Linked DNA regions of Zea mays: all the other regions are linked to region 3. A link is a contact called in public Hi-C data. All regions are on one chromosome and are shown on one strand. Each heading gives the region's core, a stretch centred on a gene start, on an enhancer-like site or on the middle of the called end of the contact. The rest is flanking DNA. Distances are from core to core; before and after follow the strand shown.

Region 1 (2,848 bases), core at 166-2,665, 300 kb after region 3:
ACAGATACCCTGCAAGGGAAGGCCAGCAGCCTTAATACCAAAAACTGACAAGTAGATCCCTCCCTGACAGTGACCAATTCAACAAAATGATCACGAGTTTTTCGTTACAGAAAGCAGCTGGGTATATCAAACATGCAAGTTTCCCTCAATCTTCATGACACTGCACTGGGGAAAAAAATACAAACATGAGAAAATTGATAGGAACAGATGCATGAAAATGCATAAATTCTTTTGTGAAAAATAGGGTCATAGACACGAATGCATGTCCTTTGCAATTGAGAGGACCATAGGAATTAGTCCTATATACACCAGCAGGTCCCGTGTCTAAACTTCCAAACCCCAGTAACAAAAGTTAAATAATGTAATTGTAAGGTACAATGACAACCAGACCTACAAAGCTGTCAAGAGTTAGCACTGTTGCCTACGGTCATCACAGAATACAAAGCAAACTCCTAATATAAACATGTGAATAGTGATTTCCTTGTCTTAGAAAGATAGCATGTCAGAACACATGCAAGCACATTGTCCACTAGTTAGAGGCAGATCTAGTGAAGTAATACACAGTGAACTCGAGTATCGAATTCTACAAGTACCAACAAAACAGAAATCGAGTGTCAGTACACAGTACACGAGGGGAAAGGAGCCACATGGCTCCTACGCTAAGTCTTTAGTTTTCACAGTGACGAATGGGTCAATGGGTTCAACCACTTCTTTATTACCCAAACTTCGTTGACAAGATGCAAGACACACTTACCTTGCCTGTCCTGCCGTCAGATTTCAAGTTTGGAAGCACAGTTGCCCGTCTACAACATTTAGCTGTAATTCTGACCGCCGCAGTACTTCCTTAGATAAGATAACTTGGGTAAGCGATTTCATCGAACACATTGAGCCCATTGCACTTCATCGAGCGGAGTAAAAGTTATGAACTGACCACAGACCTAACAGCCAACTACCCACAAAAGGACGCCGTCCAGATTCGATTACTCGACCCACCGCACACAGAGATTAGTAGGTTGCTAGGCTAAAACTCGCAGCTCGAATCCAATCAAAAACGGGAACAGACAATCCCGACGACGCCTTCGAACCCCAACCAAAGGATCCAAGAAACTAACCCGCTGGGGGATAGCAGACTTACGTGGAGAGCGGGAAGAAGAAGCACGCGCCTCCGCGGTCAGGTCGATGGACGCGAAGAGAGAGAGAGAGAGAGAGAGAAGGATCCTTGGCGGCGTTTTTGGATGTCCAGCGCCGCCAGGTCTGGCTCTGTGCTCTGGCTTCCCTTTTTTCCGGCCCCGGCGTTGGTGGTCTCAGGGGAGAGAAGGAACCGGAGAAAGCGCGGGGCGGCGGGGCTTTTGTCCGTTTGCTTGGCCAGCCCACGGGCCACGGCCCCACAGGATGAATCCGGCCATGGGATTATGGGAAGCAAAGAACTACGGATGTCTAATTTATCACACTTTATTTAACTTTTGTGTTTAAATTTAGTTCTTCAATTCAAATGATCAACCTTAGTTAAAATGTGACACGGTTAGTCACGAACCAAACAAACCCTACATCCTTATTATATTTTATCTGTCAATATATTTAAGCAAAGAACTGCTTCCTTACTATCTTGGCCATGGGATGCCACAGATCCTTGCCACTATACCTTCTTCCATAAATGTCACATCCTCAGAGTTCAACTAGACTAATCATATGTAATGAATGAATCTAGCAATATATTTAAGCAAAGAACTACATCCCTCCTGTTATTTTTTGTATAAATACTTACTTTCACTTGCATGCAGGAGAGTTCACGAATTCATATCTGACATCACGGTCGTGATAGTGGTGTCGCTCGCTGCGCTCATGCTCTAGATCCCTCACCATGTCCTCTTCCTCTACATGGCGCGCGCTCTGAGCTGCTCCAGCTCCTCGCTCTCATTCCACTTTCCTCTCTCTGAGACACTGCATGTCCCCTTCTCCCATTCTTCATTCCATGTCCGATGGAAACTGATGTTTTACAATTGTGTTGTCTTTCCTATTTTAGAAGCCTGATAATAAGGGGGCCTCAATCAACACCTCCAAAAAGGTCAGCTTCTGCTATCTTTTGCAATGACATCATCATGTAACGATAATGTTGACAATGACAACGTCAACTACGAACATCTTAAGGAATAGGTAAACAAAGATGCAGAACCATCTCGAGTGTTTGATGAAAATAATCCTACTAAACATAAGGAGGCAAGCATTTGCTCTCCAAAAGTGTCAGCGGAGCAACAAGGTACGACAATATTGTCATTTTAGTCTGACTCCCCTATAAAGCATAATTATCCTAGACAAACGGTGAAACATTGGGATGTAGTACAATGCCGTCGTTCAAGCCCCACTTGACACTCCCTTCATGATCATTAGTGTTAGCCAAATCAAACTATAATCCCAAACTTCATTCAATTGACCAACCCTCTTGTCAACCCTTTGTGCTGCAGATTGGACAATTGCAAGCTTCCTTGTTTGAATCATTTAGGACATCGAGGCCTCTTCCTCTCGTGCAGATCACGTGCTTTGTAGTACCATCATAGACCTCCATACAATTCAAGGATCCTTCTGTGGGCCACGAGGAAAAGCAACCAGCAGCTGATGGAGGTTGCAAAGGCATTAATCGAAACATCAATTTTGGGTCACATTTTGCATTCAAGGATTCTTTTGCAAGACATGTTGAGGAACATGGACTATCAAGATAGGATCATCGTATTTTAGTCATGGTAAGATATGTTGCTAAACGTAGTAATAACAAATCCATGGAGAGTGCATAGGTAACATAATTGTCTTGTATCAGTGGTGGTAATGCACTAGCTACACCAGAAGATACACT
Region 2 (2,887 bases), core at 290-2,789, 430 kb before region 3:
TTTTGCTATCAATAATTGTAATCTTGACCAATCCAATTAATTAAATAAGCAGTTGAGAAATGGTTCAAATGTTGTGATCTCGGATTATTCTTTGTTTTAAAAAAAACATGTTCAAATTAACTAGTAAACAATGTTTTTTCACAGGACGAACACCATTAAACTCCTCGGTCCTCACCTCTATGCCGACGACGCTGGAGACGCCATACATATCATACAAGCCGCAAACAAGCTCGCGGATGACCGTGTTCAATCCCGGGCAGAGGCCTCCACAGGTGACAATGGCGGCGTTCACCTCATCGGACTGGAAGTACACCCGCTGCCGTGGCCCGGCACGCCGGAAGTGGGTGCCCCTGGCACTGGTCTTATGAACAACAATCTGCAGATAGTCAAGTCATGCCACAGGATCAGCACCCGAGCAAGACCGCCACGATGGAGCCTCCAATTCACTGTTTGCCGCAGAGAAAGAAAGCCTCACCTTCTGCGTGACGGTGTCGTCTGGGTTGACGAAATACTGCCTGGGAGGAAGAACACGTGGCGGGGAGAAAGGTCAGCTTTGGAACGAACATCCGTGTCTGGATGGATAAGGATCAAGTTGGAATGGAAATAGTGAGATGGAAGCACGAGACGAGAAGAAGAAGAAGAATTCATACTTGACGACTGAATACGCCGGGTTGTCTTGGAGAGGATTCGGGTATGTCTGCAGATCGACGACATCAGTGATCAGTGAAACATAAAAAAAAGTTCATATCATGTTTTTTGCTGTTTGCCTTTCTCTCGGATGCTGATTCTCCCTCTGATACAAACTCTATCGGAGGAACCAGCCACTTTTTACTGTCAGATCAGTATGTGAAAACTCAAATCCAAACTAGAATCCGCATGCTCTCAAGTCTCAACCTAAGATAGACCAAAAGGGGGTGGGGGGCAGAAACCAGAATCACACAGAACGAAAAAAAAAAGAAGGAACTTTCCAGTTCACGCCGGGAACTAACCGTCAGGAACCCAACGTGACACACCAAGAGGATGGGGGACTCTCGAACGCACCGGGAGCTGGGGCATGTAATCCGTGAGGTGCGGCACGTCCTCGAGCACGTAGCCGGCGTCGCCGCCCACCAGCTTCTTCTTCGTCGCCCACTTACTCGCCGAGGACGCCTTGGCGCCGCTGTTGGCGGCGGCGGGGAAGGGGTCCTTGAGGTCAAGCAGCTTCTTCTTCTCCGGCGCCGCCACGGGGGCAGGAGTGACGCCGACGGCTTCCATCGCAGGGGGTCCGTGCCGCCGCCCGCCGGTGAGCACAAAGCAAGCTTTCTTGTCCGCTCGCCTTGTGCCCGCGCGATCAGCTAGGAGCCTCGGTTCAACCCCCGCGGCGAGCTAATAAATCTTTTCTGCGAGTAACCTGAGGCTGTTCTTGGCGTCTTCGGAAGGCGCGGACCGTTATATATCGTGTTTGGGCTGGATTAGCGCTCTGCGCCGCCCGTTAAACGTCGTGTTTGACGACGGCGACGGACGGAGGAGGACCGAAGGGGGGCAGCGGGAGGAGAGAAGCTTCGCCGCTTTGGATTTGGAACAAGGGCAGGGTTTCCGCTTATTTACAGTCCTGCCATCTCAGTGCGTGCCGCACTGTTTGGAGGAAGAAATACCCCTCCCATACCGTACGTATAGATAGTGGAATATCGGTATGGCGTGCAACTTTTTTTTTTTGTTATTTTTCCTTCCACGTTAGTACTGGGGTCATCGGTCACGGCAGGGTTTGTTTACTGTATTGAAAAATGTGGTATAGAAACTGTTTAGTTTGAATGTTGACTGTTAAACTGTATTGAAAATACTTGAAAAATCTTATAAACCCAAAGGATTTTGTGAATACATGGTTGAGATGTGTCCATAGTGTGAAAGATGAGTGATTTTCAACATGATCAACTTTGAATTAACGTTGACCAACTTGAGAGTGATTCGTGACATGTGTAACATGTCTCTTGACTTATGGTATATATGTGTGAAGCTCGGGAATGGTCGATAATAAAGGTGAGGATCAAGCAGGTTTGTGCCGATAAATAGCAAACAGTGAAGGGCAAACAAACACAAACAGTGAAGGGTAAACAACAAAGTTTGGACTAAGGGATCGGAGAGCATGAAGATGGAACATATGGCTGACACCTGGAGTTATCGACAATTGCAAGAGTATATGGAAGAATAGACTGTTTAACTATATTTTAGGACAGAGCGAGTATTTTTGAGTACACTAATGGTTGAATATATACATGTATTAAATACCATATAGAGTGTAAAAAAGTCCGTCTTACTAGCTACGCGCGTCCAACAATCTCCCGTTTGAGATGTCTGAGGCTAAATTTGTACGCTGTGTTTGCCGAGGTATACAATAACCCAATCACGTCCTCTGCTACTGCTGCCACTACCCCTGTTGGGGATCTCAACACTATCTTGGTAGGCTGGTAGCTGATTTTTTTTTTCGGTGGACCCTATACTACACCAATGTAGCAACAAGCTTAAGCTTGTACAAGGCATTGTTTTTGGATAAAGGGGAGTTTATTTCATTAAGCTAATGAAAACAGTGCCCGGTCTCTACATTAGCCAATGTATTGGACCAACCAAAAAAGATAGCTTGTACAAGGCATGCATGTGGCGCATCTTTTCCTAATCCTTTTGGCTCCATTTCCATGCACGGACTCGAGGACGACGGTGGCCGGCCGGCGGTGTGTCGTGAACCAGGGGCACAAAGTGGAAGGCTGCGCAGCCGTGGATCGGTGACGGTCCATTCTTTTGTTTCTAGACTGCTAGACTGGCTAGGGTAGAGATAGCAATAGAGACCCTTCCTGATTACTCATGGAGAATTTCTTTATTAGTGTTAAATCAGAGGAAATTAGAGAGACTAAAT
Region 3 (2,913 bases), core at 156-2,655:
ACGGGTCCGGTCTGCTATGGCTCCGGTCACTGGTCAGGCGCGCTGCCCAGCGCATCCTCCTCGCCCTCGCCCTCGGCTGCCGCAACCGGCCGTCGCTGCCGGAGTCGCCGCCACTTCCTCCAGCTGCTGCGGATGTAACGTCACTGAACTCCAACTCGTAGCCTCCTCTCTCTCTCTGCTCCTCCTCCTCGAGTGTTCGTAACGGGGTGGCGTACGTACGAGTGGATAAGGTTTTAGATATGATTACTGCCCCCGGTTCGTGTATCGTGTCCTCGTCTTCCAGCAATGGCTGGGGGTGTGGTTTTAGCGGACCTCATCATAATCTGAACCGACGCAAATTTGCAAGTAAGAAACCAATGCGAATTTGTGTTTCTTTGTCGTTTTAAGCCATTTTAAGGCTCAGTTCGATGGCTCAGGTGCATGTGGCGTGACGAGATTATCCACAAATGTTTTCTCTAAATTCTTTCTCTATATTATTTTTTTCACATTAATAATATTTCTTCTTCTATTTTTTTATCTCCAGTAATGATTCCTCCTATATTCTTCTCATATACCCACTACAACCATAAAATATTATCTTCCATACCTATTTATTATATACAACTATTTTTCCACTATAAAAAAATAACACGGTGCACGAACTTCGAGGGTAAGTGGGCTGGCTCCAAGCCGCCAGATTTGGTGGAATCCTTTGTTGCGTTAGGCTAATCACAGTGAAGATTTCATGTCTCTATTTTTAAAAATAACACATCAGTTTTATGGATAAATGAAACATCTTTTCTCAATAGAAAGTTTCATCTTACTATTTCATATGTCAACATACTTCTTAAATGCTGCATATAAATAACCAATAGGATTTACTCAATTATATGAAGATGAAACAAAACACTCTCAGTGAAGGTTTCACACAGTTTTCAAGACCTTGGAAACGAGTTAACATGGTTTCATCCCCATAAAACTCTATGAAACTCTTCCTTCTTAAATGATGTGACATGTTATTAAAATAGCTGATTATAGCAGACTAATTAATACATGAAACACTTCATAAAACATCTATTGTGATTAGCCTTATTACTCTAGCCGATAGGGGAGGCTGAAGAGTCACGCTAAACACCTACACTGTAAGAAGACGCGAAGAGGCACGCTAAACACCGGTGCAAGGAGAGGCTGCGCCGTGCGCTGCAGGCAGTCTGAGTCCACAAGTCATGGTACACGTACACGTGATGAGTCCCCACGTGTGCCCTTTGCAATCACCGCTGGCGCCTGACGTGGCGCCAGAAGCTGTCGCCCCTGGAAGCTTTGAGTGGATTTGTTTTTTTTCCACCGATCCCGATTCGGATCCGATTCCGCGGCAGGCGGCATTCCCAGCCTCCCAAACCCATTTCCCTCTCCGATCAAATCAAATCAAACTCAAACCGACACGGGACCCACGCCGCATCTCCGCCTCCGCAGATCGCCGCCGCCTACACGCGCCCCTCCGCGCGCCGATGGCCGCCGCGGACCCGCCGCCGCGCGGGGAGGCCGCGCCCGCGCTGAAGCGGAGCGCCAGCATCGACCGGATACCGGCGGACGCGCGCCGCATCCTGCACCGCCTCGCCGGGGACCTCTGGGGCGGCGACGTGGACCCCGGCGCGCTGGCCGTGTCCCAGCTCAGGGGCGCCATGACCAACGAGGTCTTCCGGATCACCTGGCCCGGCGGCGAGGCCGAGGGCAACGGCCCGCGCAAGGTGCTCGTGCGCATCTACGGCCGGGGCGTCGAGGTCTTCTTCGACCGCGCCGACGAGGTCCGCACCTTCGAGTGCATGTCGCGCCACGGCCAGGGGCCCCGCCTCCTGGGCCGCTTCGCCAACGGCCGCGTCGAGGAGTTCATCAACGCCAGGGTACACTACGCCTCTACCACCCTAAATGCGTGATGTGTCTGCTCGGATCCGTTCCGCGGTTGTTTCTTGTCATGGCTCACTCGCGCGTTGCTCGCGTCCTGGCCTTGCCAGACCCTCTCCGCCGCGGATCTGCGCGACCCGGAGATGTCCGCGCTGATTGCCAGGAAGCTGCGCGAGTTTCACGATCTCGACATGCCTGGACCTAGGGACGTGTCATTGTGGCAGAGGCTCAAGTATGCCATTGTTTCTTTTCTTTTTTTATTTTTGTGGGAAATGTGCTTGAATTCTGATCCCAATCTGATTGCTTGGTGTTGTATGAATCAGGCGGTGGCTTGGGGAGGCTCGTGACAGGTGTTCTGAGGAAGAGTCTAACCAATTTCAGCTGAATAAACTAGGTGATGAGATTTCAGTGCTGGAGAAGACGCTCTCGGGGCTCCAACAGTCAGTAGGATTCTGCCATAACGATCTGCAGTATGGAAATATTATGATATATGAAGAGACCAGACAAGTCACCTTGATAGTAAGTTTTATAAAATGAGAATCTATTCTCATTTTTCACTTAAAACCTATTCCGGCGCCTATCTGCATAATTCTGGGTAAAATTTACAGGATTACAATTTTCCTGTATGTTATCATGAAATTTTAGGAATGGGGACACATATAAGTAAAACAGAAAAAAAATCTAGGTTTGCTGAGCAATGCTAGCAATAAGGAACAACTTGACAGACCTGCGAGGAGTTCTTGTTCTACCAAATCTTAGACCATGTTATTCCTGTAACTTAATGCCGCCTTGTTGATCTTTTATTCTCTGCAGGACTATGAATATGCGAGTTTTAACCCAGTCGCATTCGACATTGCTAATCACTTCTGTGAGATGGCTGCTGATTACCATACATCAACACCACATGTGTTGGATTTTACGAAATATCCTGGTTAGCTTCACTTATCACAATTTGCGTTGATAGATATCTTGCTATTGAAGTTACGTTTGCTGCTTGATTTCACTGCTATCTGCACTGTTTCAGACACTGGG

Evidence for each region. A called contact is a pair of places that touch in the nucleus more often than the background predicts.
Region 1: a Hi-C map of bundle sheath shows a contact between it and region 3, with 4 times the contacts expected there. The contact joins the promoter of LOC100274933 here to the promoter of LOC100192922 in region 3. A contact is called at or near these places in 5 of 25 Hi-C or Micro-C datasets (bundle sheath, ear, leaf and 1 more).
Region 2: a Hi-C map of leaf shows a contact between it and region 3, with 9 times the contacts expected there. The contact joins the promoter of LOC100192478 here to the promoter of LOC100192922 in region 3. A contact is called at or near these places in 2 of 25 Hi-C or Micro-C datasets (bundle sheath and leaf).

The regions. Positions count from the first base shown.
Region 1 is chr8:22,038,913-22,041,760 of Zm-B73-REFERENCE-NAM-5.0, forward strand. It overlaps LOC100274933, which reads right to left and starts at 1,416. Exons shown (of 5, transcript XM_035961613.1): 1 at 1,136-1,416; 2 at 1-165.
Region 2 is chr8:21,310,011-21,312,897 of Zm-B73-REFERENCE-NAM-5.0, forward strand. It overlaps LOC100192478, which reads right to left and starts at 1,540. Exons shown (of 11, transcript NM_001347871.1): 1 at 1,042-1,540; 2 at 651-697; 3 at 476-515; 4 at 176-376. The coding sequence starts at 1,254.
Region 3 is chr8:21,742,972-21,745,884 of Zm-B73-REFERENCE-NAM-5.0, forward strand. LOC100192922 reads left to right here and starts at 1,406. Exons shown (of 7, transcript NM_001138106.1): 1 at 1,406-1,880; 2 at 1,992-2,113; 3 at 2,205-2,400; 4 at 2,695-2,812; 5 at 2,906-2,913. The coding sequence starts at 1,488.